Regions from separate parts of the Zea mays genome. Here region 1 is linked to region 2. A link is a contact called in public Hi-C data. All regions are on one chromosome and are shown on one strand. Each heading gives the region's core, a stretch centred on a gene start, on an enhancer-like site or on the middle of the called end of the contact. The rest is flanking DNA. Distances are from core to core; before and after follow the strand shown.

Region 1 (3,906 bases), core at 549-3,048, 210 kb after region 2:
AACCACTATAATCCCTCGTGTCCTCGTGTGTTCATCCCGAATTCACCAAACAGGCAACCGCTTAGGCCCCCTCCTCATCTTAGGATTAGGGTGGGTGCGTTCCGCCACCCGGCCGGTGGATTTCCCCACCGACAGCAAGCATTCATCCGAGTTCATGACAATCTCAATAATACCATTGTTTAAAGCAGGGGAACTCAAGAGAACAAGTTTTGAAATAAGTTGCAAGCATGTACTAATGTTATTTAATTCATTGTAGTTACCATATGAAGCTATCACAATTCTTAAAATGTTAGTTTCAGCATACATAATTGGATTAAGTACCATGTCAACATAACGCAAATGGAGGTATCTCAACTTCATGTAATACATATGTTTGTGCAAAATGAACACACAGGATCAAATTGATTAGTTGGACCAACATAGCAGTGAAGGCCTCGTATCGCCAAATTGAGTACCATTTGGCACATCCTCTGCCAGCTGATCCTCAATTGTTACAGGAACCACCCGATGATGCAACGATCCAGCAGTGGATTCATCAAATTCTCCCTCTAGGTGACTTGTCTCTTGTTCCAGCCTTTGTTGGAGAAACTGGGAAACATGGACGCTCTCTGCAGATCCGGTGCACATCCCAGTTTGTGCTGTCTCCATTGCACGAGGTCGCGGTGGCCAGAACATGGCATCGACTGGGCAATTGAAGATTGCGGCGGCGCGACCTGTACTATCGCGGACGGGTACAACGCGCATGGGCGGGAAAGCACGGGGGCGGTACAGGGAGGGCGGGAGATCGGGCGGGAGGGCGCGGGAACGGGATGGCTGGGAGAGCGCGGGGGCGGTACAGGGAGGGCGGGAGATCGGACGGGAGGGCGGGAGATCGGGCGAGAGGGCGCGGGAATGGGATGGCTGGGAGAGCGCGGGGGTGGGATATGGCGATTTTGCGAGACACAACAACTCGACAAAATTGGCTAGCGACGGAGAGCGATGCCGAGCGAGATGGCGAAAGCGAGGTTGAAGAAGAGCTCCTAGATTCGGTTTTCACGGGTTTTATGTTTTTTTTGCCGATCGAATGATTTTTAAACCTGTCTGTTGGAGCTGCTCTAACTAATAGCTAATTTACTAAAAATAGCTAATAGCTAAAATATTAGCTAGAGTGTTTGGATGAATATAGCTAATTTTAGCCACTAACTATTAGCTGCATTCAAACACCACCATGCATTAGAGCTAATATCTAGTTAGATAAAAAATTGATAGTAGAATTGACTACCTAACTATTATTTAATTTACTAAAAATAGTTAATAGCTAAATTTTTAACTAGAATGTTTAGATATTTCCAACTAATTTTAGCCGTTAATTATTAAATTTAGTGCATTCAAACACAGCTGACTACCGCTGACTACGCAACCAAACTATGCTTTGAGGATAGCAATTTTATTCATTGCCCGATGCAATCAAAGATGACATGACATTTTTTGGAAATCATCCCATAAAATATAGCACCGAGAATGGTCTAAATTAGCTACTCCTAAAACGATCACCAATCGGTCATTCTGTCTTACCTGTTCCACGATCATGGTGCATCGCTTTCTTTGCTGTACCACCCAAATTTCGTGTAGAACCGTCGGACAGCTAGAACAAGGAAAAGCAGCAGAAAAAAAATTGGATCAATAATGGAATCCGGGCCCACCTGGTTCCGCTGCCCTGATCGGCCCTAGGGGCATTGTCGTCCTTGCACATCACCGTATGCTCGACCCGTGTCCATGTGTGTATATATATCTCCATGCGTTTGCCACTTACGGCTCTGCTTCGTGGCCGCCTTTTTTCAGAGAAAACAGAGGGAGGAAAGAAAAAGCTCACCCCCCTCTCTCTTCCCACCACCTCTCTCACGTGTGTGAGGTGGCGAGCCCAAGGAGGAGCGGGAGGCCACAAGTCCGATCCGCCCGTATCTAATCCGCTCGAGCGCAGCGGCTCGTTCCTCGCGGGGGCGCACGGTGAGTTCCCGACGATCTGCGTGCTACGAGTTTCCAGGGCGTGGGGGCGGTGGATTTCGGGCCGCATTCCGGTTTCGTGGGTAGATCTGGCGGTTTCGTGCGGAGTTCTATCGGCGCCCTAATGCTGCTGGTGATGAGGGATTTTTTTAAACCGTCGGGTTTTTCTTGTGTGTGTTCAAATTTGCGGAAATTGACGGGGGTCACGGGCGAAATGTATGGTTTTAAGGTGGGTGTTGTGCCTGGCCTGAATTGGGCACGAACAATGGCGTAGTTTAGGGTGTTGGGATGCTGTGGATTTGCCGGCAATGCGCTTCTGTTCTTAGCTGGAAAAAAACTGGAGCTTTTGATTCGTTTTATTCGGTTGGAAACATGGCCCGGCGTCCCGGCCAACTGGCTTGAGCTGTTTCCAGACCAGAGAGAAGGTTGGTTGGATTTCTCTGGCCTAGTAGGCATTTGTTGGCCTCCCACCCCCCAAAACTTGTGGTGGTGGCCGTAGTTGAAATGCTTTCTAATGGTGGGGCAGTGACCCTCGCTTTCGAACCGATTCGTATGGGCGCAGCTGGTTCCAGTGTTCTTTGGTGGTGGCCTTGCTTTGCCCGAAAAGGTACGTCTTCAGCAGTTGGATGCCTGGATCCGGTGGCCTATGCCTGTCTTCTAATTAATTTGAGAAAATTGAGTGCGTTCTCATATTTCTGTATAAAAAATGTAAATGTCCATTGCTCCTTTCTGCCCGAAACTGGAAAATTTTAACCATCACAGTCACACAACAGCCGTGTTCCTTTCGATGTCTTATTCACGAGAATGCAATGGAAAATAGGGGAGAACCGTGGTTGTTGTGTTCCTTTCAAGGTCTTATTCACGAGAATGCAATGGAAAATAGGGGAAAACTGTGGTGCTTTCTTGTAAAAAATGGTGAATACATACACCTTCTCACAAAAGCTTCTGTTTTTGTTGATTATTTCTTCAGGTTGGCATTTCGAGTGCTGAGACATCGGCTTCATTGAATCCTAAAGCACGGTTGAGCCATGGCTGGCTCCCTTGCTGCCTCAGCCTTCTTCCCTGGCCCAGGGGCGTCTCCAGCAGCATCCGCGAAGAACTTGGCTGGTGAAGTACCGGATAGTTTGAGCGTCCGTGGTATTGTCGCAAAGCCTAATGCCAATTCTGGGAACATGCAAGTGAAGGCTCAAGCACAAACCCTTCCCAAGGTTAATGGCACCAAGGTTAACCTCAAGAATGCAAGCTCAGACACAGAGGAGGCGATACCCTACACTGCTCCCAAGACATTCTACAACCAACTGCCAGATTGGAGCATGCTTCTTGCGGCTGTCACTACCATCTTCCTGGCAGCAGAGAAGCAGTGGACACTGCTTGACTGGAAGCCGAAGAAACCCGACATGCTTGTTGATACATTTGGTTTTGGTGGGATCATCCAGGATGGGATGGTGTTTAGGCAAAACTTCATTATTCGGTCCTATGAGATTGGTGCCGATCGTACTGCTTCTATAGAGACATTAATGAATCACTTACAGGTGACACAATGATACTACAAAACGTAGTTTGTCTGCCTTTTTTGCTCTATTTACTATTGGTCTATCTTGTTTCATTGTGCCTCGCTTTATTTTGAATTTTCAGGAAACAGCTCTTAACCATGTGAAGACAGCTGGCCTTCTTGGAGATGGTTTTGGCGCCACGCCAGAGATGAGCAAACGAAACTTGATCTGGGTTGTCAGCAAAATTCAGCTTCTTGTTGAGAAGTACCCCTTGTGGTACGTTTCCGCAAACCTTAACAACCCTTATCCATTTCTCGGAAAATGCCATCCTTCTATTAGCTTTCAGTCAGATCTATAACCGTTACTCTTTCAACTCTTTATAGAATTGTCCGTTTTGCCCCTTGGGGCATGCTGTTTCAAAATTAGGTGT
Region 2 (4,004 bases), core at 357-2,856:
CAAACTTGTTATTCCTTATTTACTTCATATTTTTTATCAATTGGTGAATGTATCAGTAGTCGGTGAGAGTGTTGCTTGCTTGATATTATAGTTTTTACTAGCGTTATATATGTGGTGGATGAATAACTTAGTGCAAGGTCACTTAATTATACAACTTATTATTTGTATTTCATTCTCTCTACTAATAATTTTTATACTAAATCATGAACTCGTTGTTCATTACATAGATTTTGGATCATGATATCATTAATCATTATGATACTTATCGATTATGAGAAGAACAAGTATATTGGAGATGAAACCCGCGGGTAACCCATGGGTACCCGTTAACCCGATGAGTACGGGTTTGAGCAAAATCTCAAACCCGTCATGGGTACGGGTTTTTTAATGGGCATAGATATTTTTCACGGGTACGGGTTTGGGACGGTAAAACCCAGCGGGTTTGTACCCGTTGCCATCTCTAGGTGCGGCAGACCAGAACCAGACGCTGCTGAGTCGAACGGGGTAGATAACAGACATGAAAAAGACCGGCCTTTACCCCTACGGCTACGACAGTCGAACGGGGTCTGAATTCCGCCGTGATTAGGATTAGGCTTTATTCGTTTGTGCCGGATTGGTGGGTCGGAACGATTTTTAACCGGATTACTTCTCTAATTTATATAAATTTTGATTAGCTAAAACGATTCCGAATGCAATCCGACACAACTGAACAAGGCGTTACGCGGACGGATGTGTCGTCGTTGTGTTCAGAGTCGCCGGAGTCGGGGGCGATTTAGCAAATAACAGAAGATAGATGCGGTGGTTCAGAGTTCAGACCATGGTTGGTTGGTTTACGAATGCTCAAACTGGAACTGACAGAGTAAAACATCTCTCCTGTACTACGCTACGACATGCGTGCGTTATTATGTTTGCACTTGCACACCACCAGACTAAACGGGAACTGAATCATCATCACTAGGTAGATTGGTAGGTAGGTAGAAGAGACGGAGGCGACCTCCATCTGCTGCGTCTCGACCGTCCTCCGGAGCTAGCCCCGGCTAGTTGCAGCAGCAGCAGAGGCAGTCGAGGCAGCACTCGCAGGTCTCGTAGCAGCAGAAGCAGCACAGCGCAGTGAAGATGCTGCGCAACAACAGAGCAGAGGAACAGCAGTCAGTTAGTTCAACACTCCAGCAGGAAGCGGCGCGCGGCCTTGTGCTGGTGACAAAGAAACTGATCGACAAGGAGCAAGGCAACGCCATGGCAACTGAAACTGAAACTGAGCTGGCGGCGGACCGAAACCCCTCCTCCGATCTCTTTTTCTTCTCTGATCAACTCAGGCAGAGCAGACGGAGACGGAGACGGAGGTCTAGCTAGCTCACCAGGCGTAGAGGCAGCCCTTCTCCTCGTGGCGCCTCTGCACGTGCTCCAAGTAGGACATCTCCTGGGCCGACGGCGCGTTGTACATCTTGCCTGCCTTGCGGATCGATCGGAGCTGTGGTGGTGAACGAACGAGCAAGGGCTCTCTCTCTCTCTCTCTCTCTCTCTCTCTCTCTCTCCTGACCCTCTTCTCCTTTCCCTTGGAACGAACCTGATCCTCTTCTCCGTTTGGAACGAACGAGTGGTGGACTGCTGCTGGCCGCCTACTGGGGAGTAGAATTTATAGACGGGGAACAGGAAGAAGGGGACAACCGTGTACGTGTATCGTGTACCGGCTTCGTCTTCGGCTGACAATAGGCATGGACCTCATCTGGCAGCGACTGTCTGGTGCGATTATTGGCGTGGTTGTCCACCTTACCCCCAAGCCTAGAGCGAGTATAATAATAAGCTATGAGCTTATTAAATGGTAAGGTGGTGGAGAGAGGAGAGAGAGAGACAGAGTTAAAATGGGCTATAAACTTTACAGCCGGCGCAGGCTGCAAGTATTCTAGCAGCCAACTCTATTATTAAACTTGCATCTCTCGAAAAAAAAAGAGAGAGAGGATAAAAGTGTGGCTAGCAGATCGTATAAATATGACTGTGCAAAACGCTCTGGACGTGGGACAAGACTGCTGGATACTTGAACCTCTGTTGTCATTCAGGACTACACACTTTTCTTGGAACAAGAGGCAGCTTTGCCTTATGCGTATCCAGGTTTTTTTCCCTTTTGTTAAAGAAAAGGCTGGAATAGCCAGTTCAGAATTCCTGTAGGCAGCCGTTCCGGTCATGGTATGCGCGCGTGTCCTACGAGAATGGCAAAGACCAGCAACTCCGAGTCGCCATCTATCTTCTATCTACCGCCCAGCTACTAAAGATTCTCTCCTACTGTTTGGTGCCGCGACATGGGCCGGCCAATCCTTGGTCTGACGACCCTGACGAGCCATGGAAAAAAAAGGATTGGATCTCTAAACGGGAACCTGACAGAACTGAACAGAACGGAACGGAGAAGGGGAAGAACCGAAGAAGAAGAAGACCGTTCGTTCTCACCATCCGTAGAGGCAGCCCTTCTCCTCGTGCCGCCTCTGGCAGTGCTCGTAGTAGGACATGTCCTGCGGCGGTGGCGGCGCGTTGTACATCCTCGCTGTCGCTGGTTCGTGGCTTCTCCTCCTCTCCTCCTTCAGGCACCGCTTCAGGCAGCTCTCTTCCTGCCTTGTTGTGCACGGCAATGGACGAAGATCGATCAGGCGGGCGAGGCCCTACTTATACACGAAAACGCACCCCGTTTCGTCGTCAATGCCGCGCGCCACCCGCCAGGGCGTTTCAGAAGAGTCCTTTGGTTGCATCACAAATCACATGCGACAAAAACAGAATGCGTGTTAAGTTATAACTAGCTTCCTTAGCATCGAAGGTTTGTACGCGCGGTGGTCGTCATCAATCTCCAGTCTGGTACTATAGACGTCTATATGAGACTTTGTGCGCCAAGCAGGTGATATTGATCGATATATCTGTAAGATATAACTTTACTATATATAATTAATTAAGTGATCGAGACAGCACTCAAAGTCTGACGTATGTACGTAGATGTGAACCTCTTATTAGAGTAATAAGCAAACAGAAGGATGTCACGATGCATTTATACGTTCCAGGTCACACTTTTCACGTTAGTAACAAGAGCAAGTTTACTAGCAGAGCCAACCGCCATTTCAGCTTGCCAGCTGACGGCAAGGGTGTAGAAATCTTAGAGCAACTCCAGGAAGGAGGCTCAATTCCAATCTGTATAAATAGAGATTTTAATAAAAAATTACCTTCGGATAGCTTATTTAAATGGCTATCTAAATATAACCATATTCTAGTTCAGATTTCTTGTTAGCCAAATATAGAAAACATAAATGACTCTCTGCTAGAGTGTAAATAACATATATAAAGGTTGTTGGAGATTAGAAAGATATAGAAAATAGTTTTTATATGCAAGTGACTTTCCAGATAATAATTTAGAGAGTGAAATTTAGCATCGAAGCTACCTTTGTACGCAATGGTCGTTTATTGCTGCTGCTAATCAATCTCCAGTCTGGTACTATAGACATCTATATGAGATTTTTGTGATCCAAGCTGGTGATATTGATCGATATATATCTATAAGATACTTAAGAGGATCGAGACAATACACACTCAAAGTCTGATGTCTGTGGTAGACTGGTAGTCTAGCTAGTAGATGTGATTCCTCCGAGTAAGCAAAGAAAAGGATGCGCGTTTATATGTTCCAGGTTTCAACTCACATTTTTGACCTAACCCCGCTCCCATCCAGTGCCGGGCTGCCGGCCTTCTCCAAACCAAACCCGATGGATCCATTGGATGTGCAGGGGAGGAAGACATCCACGACGCCGTCATTTGTACTGTGAATATTCGTGGCCGCGAGGCGTGTGGGCCGGGAAAGTGGGAGGGACACGAATCTCTCTTTGGTCCAGCCAGGTCAACAGGGCCGGGCGTGCGAAGCCTGGGCCTTTTGGGCTCTCTAGTTTCGAAGCCTGGGCCTGCTGCTGCTGGGCTCTCTAGTTACTCGGAAACTGCAAAGGACCATGTTGTTGCTGCTGCTGGCCAAACTCGGCGTT

Evidence for each region. A called contact is a pair of places that touch in the nucleus more often than the background predicts.
Region 1: a contact with region 2 is called in a Hi-C map of endosperm, with 5 times the contacts expected there. The contact joins the promoter of LOC100283590 here to the promoter of LOC100275203 in region 2. A contact is called at or near these places in 12 of 25 Hi-C or Micro-C datasets (bundle sheath, ear, endosperm and 4 more).

Annotation. Positions count from the first base shown.
Region 1 is chr6:80,614,963-80,618,868 of Zm-B73-REFERENCE-NAM-5.0, forward strand. It overlaps LOC100283590, which reads left to right and starts at 1,799. Exons shown (of 7, transcript NM_001156491.1): 1 at 1,799-1,986; 2 at 2,954-3,515; 3 at 3,619-3,752. The coding sequence starts at 3,012.
Region 2 is chr6:80,405,721-80,409,724 of Zm-B73-REFERENCE-NAM-5.0, forward strand. LOC100275203 reads right to left here and starts at 1,607. Exons shown (of 2, transcript NM_001328112.1): 1 at 1,359-1,607; 2 at 806-1,119. The coding sequence starts at 1,444. The coding sequence ends at 1,038.